Linked DNA regions of Gossypium arboreum: region 1 is linked to region 2. The links are chromatin contacts, called in public Hi-C maps. All regions are on one chromosome and are shown on one strand. Each heading gives the region's core, a stretch centred on a gene start, on an enhancer-like site or on the middle of the called end of the contact. The rest is flanking DNA. Distances are from core to core; before and after follow the strand shown.

The links. A called contact is a pair of places that touch in the nucleus more often than the background predicts.
Region 1: a Hi-C map of leaf shows a contact between it and region 2, with 4 times the contacts expected there. The contact joins the promoter of LOC108476618 here to the promoter of LOC108452648 in region 2. A contact is called at or near these places in 3 of 5 Hi-C or Micro-C datasets (all in leaf).

Annotation. Positions count from the first base shown.
Region 1 is chr7:6,526,068-6,528,767 of ASM2569848v2, forward strand. LOC108476618 reads right to left here and starts at 1,427. Exons shown (of 6, transcript XM_017778890.2): 1 at 956-1,427. The coding sequence starts at 1,343.
Region 2 is chr7:6,378,652-6,381,351 of ASM2569848v2, forward strand. LOC108452648 (transmembrane 9 superfamily member 12) reads left to right here and starts at 1,388. Exons shown (of 2, transcript XM_017750453.2): 1 at 1,388-1,663; 2 at 2,011-2,700. The coding sequence starts at 2,088.

The DNA of each region.
Region 1 (2,700 bases), core at 177-2,676, 150 kb after region 2:
AAAAGCTAATTCCGTATACTTATATTCAAATGAAGAAAGGGAACTATCAGCATGCAGATAGATAAAACAAAATCTATATCAGGAAAAGAAGTTGTATATGAATTGAAGCAATCTTTAAATGCTTAAAACATATATGTTTTGCAAAAATCTTCAGTGGAAAAACTTGTCAAGATGATCCAATTTGACCTTACCTGCCAAAAATTAGCAACTTATGGAAATATTCATTTGCACAAGCTTATGTTTCAAACAAAAAAAGGGAACTAGCAGCATGCAGTAAAAGATAACTTAAACTATATCAAGAAAAAATCACGTATAAATCAAAGTGTCTTTAAATGCTTTAAACATACAAGTTCTCTAAAAAAGAGGACAAATTCAGAGAAGGCTCATGTCCTTATGTAAATGAGGATGATTTAGTTTCTCCATCATCATTTTAAATTACTCTAAAAATTTGTCGGCAAAGGTTATGCATGTTCCTTAAATAGCCTGGAAAGTAGTAAGAGTTGTTACTTTCCAAAGAAACAAGCATATATCATTATACCAAGAAAAGAAAAAAAAGAAAGGAAAAGAAAATTTTCAGAGTTGAGCAAGCAGAATGCAGTTAGAGGAGAATTTAACTATTCAACATAAAAGGACTAAATTCGCTGAGCCAGCCTAAGCAGTTGATCCATGTTAGATATGGATGAACAGGGGAAAAAACACCCCCTAGACATCTTGCTCAGCACTTAACATGCATGTTGTTTCCAATTGAAAGAGAAAATCAAGCAATTTTATGAGTCATTTTCTTGAGATTACTATATGCAGAAAAAGGATCATTTCCACCAATACAACATATATCACTTACATAAGATTGTTTTTGTTTGTCTTCTTAAGAAAGGAAAGGGATGTTCACACTGGAAAAACAATTTGGAAAGAATGAAAAGAGTATGGCAGAGAATTCAAGGAAATGAGCACTGACTCTGAGGGCCACCAAGCCGATTGCAAACTTCAACAAAGTAAGAATGGAGTTCACTAGTCCATCGGAGGCGAGGTTTGATATCATTAGTGACGATAAGCTTAGGTTTCTCCCTCACCCTTTCCACCACCTCGTTACCAAAAACAGGATCGCCATTACTAACTGTAAAAGGAGGTAAATTTCCAGGGATTTCTTGCAAAGCAAGCAATGTGTTGTTATTACCACCGCCCTGGTGAAGCTGCTGGTCGTGTTGATTATGCCCATTGACATGAACACCTTGACCAGCCAACACTTGTTCTCCAAACACCGACACTTTAAACTCATCAGAATTCTGACTCACAACATTGTTTTCCACCGAAACACTGTTCAATTCACTCAGAATCTCACCCATTTTCTCTTTCCTAGTACACTTCTAAATCTCTTACAGTTTTGCAGGTCTTCAACACAGAAACTAAGATTACCCCCAGATATATACAGCTGATGAATAAAGCCTGGCCAATATACAACATACCCTACAGAAACAAGAGAACTGAGGACCCCACCAGGAGTTTCTGTGGGGGCCACGGAACTAATAGTGTTAAAAATTATATATATTGTGATAAATAAAAGTAAGAACAATCCAAAGAAGGACACAACGGCTGTTTTGTAATTATCTGGATACTGGAAAAAAAAGGGTGGAAGTGAGACTTTTGAACCAGGACAAGCAAGGAGAAGAAATCGAGGAGAGGGAAAGGGGCGTGGAGTGGGGGGGGAGGGGGGAGGGGATTGCTATGCTTACCGGAGAGGTGAGTGAAAATGCACATGGTAATGGAGTACATGACGTGTACGGAGGGCGGAGGTGTCGCCGAGTGAATGGACTGTGACGGTGGGGAGGGCGGGGGGAAGGGCGTTGTGGGTTTCAGTTTGTGAACTATGGATGCATGAAGGGAAACGTGGAAGGCAGTAGCCATTCGGTGTTTGGATTTTTGTTCGTAATTACAATCTTCCAGGTTGTGTTTGTATCTGGTTTCCGATGAGGAATGAATTTGACAAAAAAACTGTGGGTTAAATTGGGTCAAGGCCATCTAGCCCATGCTTTTCACCATTGAATTGAGTTGGCCGGAGAGTCAAAACACAATTCTTCCTTTAGTAAAATATCTCAAACATGTTATAGATAATGATATCTTGTCACCCAAATTTACATTCAAAATAAACAAAAAAAATGGATGTTATCATATATTTTATAAAACCCTGTCATTGCAAAGAGAAGTGGACAAAGATTTAAAGGATTACCAACCACTGATTTTATGAAAGTAGAATTGGTAAAATATGAGAATATAATCCGGAGATCTTAGTTGTAAAAAGAGCCTCTTAGGAAGGTGTTTAAAGACAATTTATTTTCTGAGATTTGAACAAAATTTGTCGTATTGCTTAGGTTGAAGTGCAACAAGTTGGTGTTGCTGACTTATGCTATGTAAGAGATGGGAGTGTCGAGTGTTTCTATTTCATCTCTAAGCAAAAGTAGTCGTGATGCTTTTCTTTTAGCACCTGCTCACTTCACTCTTCCTTCCATCTCTCTTACGTTTTAACTCTTCCTTCCATCTCTCTTACGTTTTAACTTTTACCATGCCTTAAATGTTGTTGACAGTGTCGGATTTTTGGGGACGCTGGCAGGTGCCCCGCACCCTAAAAATGGAAATTTTGTCATTTTGGTCCTTTAAATTTTTTAAAATTTTAAATTAGTAAAAGTAAAATTATATTTTAACTTC
Region 2 (2,700 bases), core at 138-2,637:
TGACACTTCATGCACATATCCACTGCAATCATTCTTATGGCAGAAAAGTTTAGCTAAGCTTAAGATGCTTGTTTATATTTATTATTCTCTTCAAAATATTATTTTTCTGAGAAATTATTTCAAAGCATTCATTTGTTTTAGTTTTTGATTTAAAATTTATTTCGAGGCATAAAATTAAAATAGTAGTTCAAATGAGTAATATCCAAAAGTCCCTAAATACTAAAGAGAGAATGATAAGAGTTTACAAACATCGCTGATTGGTGGAGTAAATTGTAGCTGTTAATACAAAAAAAAAAAAATCAATTTTTAGATTTTTGAAAATTTATGTAGTTTTTTTATTTTAGAATTTTAATTTTTGAAATTTTATATAAATATAAGTTTTTAAAATAATATTTTATAGTTTCAAAAATAAATTGTGAATGTTTAGATTTTAAGAATTTTTATATTCTTATATATTTTTGGGATTTGTTTTGATTTTATTTCTTAAAGAATCTTAAAATATCAAATTGATATTTTAATTATAATTTAAGTAATTTAGATATTAAATTTGTAAGTATCATTAATAATTAGGTAACTAATGATATATTTGAGGAATAATGACTACTTTATTTATTAGCAAGTCATCGAGGTGACTTAAATGATGAATTTCGAATAGTTATAATCTTTCCATAATAAAATGATCAAAATATAAATTTATTAATAGTTAAATGATCATAGATGAAATTTATCTCAAAATTTGATGGAAACAAAATCTCACCTCCATTAAAATTCAACCCAGCGGATCTAGCCGAATTACGATGGGAGCGGTGAAAATATATATATTTGGTTTAAATGTTGTTCTTAGTCCCTATACTTTGTAAAAATTATGAATTTAGTTTTTATATTTTAATTTGATCAATTGTAGTCCTCTATCTTTTCAAGTTGATCAATTTTAATCCCGTACTTTTTGGCTTTTGAAATTTTAGTCCTAGCAGTTAAATCCGTTTGAGTAAGTTAAATTACTAATCTTCTACTATGCGTATAATCATAGCTACAGCCCATATTCTCCAACTGGATCATTTTAAATCTCTATAGTTTTTAACTCTTGAAGTTTCAATTTTTACACAAATAACAGTTGATAATCCATTGACTGGATGTTTGATGAGTAATATGTAAAAAAAACAAACTGATATGACATTACACACATGATAATAAGTTTGTCACATTAGATTTTATAAACAATAGAATTTAACTTTATGAATCTATTAGCTATAGTTTGGTGATAATTGAATTTTTAAAATTCAAAAAATACAGGACTAAATCTATAACTTTTTGTAAAATACAGAGACTAAAAACAGAATTTAACCTATTAAGTTTTGGAGGCCGCCCCACACAAGAGTTCTGTCAATTCTTATTTCATAATTTATAAATTCAAGATTTATTAAAACTTCCCATGTTGGTAGATTTGTGACTCATATTTTATTATAATTTTATAAATTACCCATTCTCCTCCGTTTTGCTCTCTTCAATATATTCGCTTCATTCCTACTAGCTTTAAAGTTAAACCACTGAAACAAAGTGGAAAAAAAATATATATCAAAGAGAAGCAGAAGCTTCGTTCTTACGCGTTTTCTGTTCCCAAAGAGCCGAATCACTTTCAACTGGAACCCTAGACCTGTCTCAGGTTCTTTATCCTATTCTTGTCTCTCTGCCTTTTACTTAAATGGGTTTTTGGTTCTAGATCTAATCTTATAATCCTTCTTTTGTTCAGTACTTTGATCTGTTTTGTGATTTTTTTTATTGATATGAACGTTTAATACTTTTCGTTGTTTAAGGAAAAAAAATGATGCTTTTTGCATTTTGGTATATGGATCTACTGCTTTCAAAGCTAATGCAATGAAATTGTTTTTTTTTTTTTTTAATTTTTTGGTACTTAGGAATCTCAGTATCGTTTTAATGCTTTTGTTGCGCTAGTTAATGTTGAGTTAAATTTGCGTGGAAACTGATTGTTGAAAACCTGTTTGTCTGTAGATTTTTCCTCCTTATACTGAATGCTCAGTCTATAGTAGCTTAGATTCGAACCGTATATTGCAAGATCTGCTATTATCATGGCTTTCTCGGAAAGGAAGATGCCCGGAATCTGCTCGGTTTTTCTGTTAGTGGTTCTATTTGCCCATTCTTGTCATGGGTTTTATCTGCCTGGAAGTTACATGCACACGTATTCAACTTCGGATACGATAGTTGCCAAAGTTAATTCATTGACTTCCATTGAAACCGAGCTTCCCTTTAGTTATTACAGTCTCCCTTATTGCGAACCTCTCGGTGGAATAAAGAAAAGTGCCGAGAATCTAGGTGAGCTTCTCATGGGAGATCAGATTGATAACTCCCCTTATCGGTTTAAAATGAATGTGAACGAGTCCCTCTATGTTTGTACTACCAGCCCCTTGAATGAGCATGAAGTTAAGCTTTTGAAACAGAGGACTCGTGATTTATATCAAGTGAATATGATTCTAGACAATTTGCCGGTTATGAGGATTGCAAAACAAAATGGGGTTAGTATTCAGTGGACTGGATTCCCAGTTGGGTTTACTCCACCAAATAGTAATGATGATTACATTATCAATCATCTCAAGTTCAAGGTCTTGGTTCATGAGTATGAGGGAAGTGGTGTGCAGATAATTGGAACTGGGGAAGAAGGGATGGGTGTCATCTCCGAAGCTG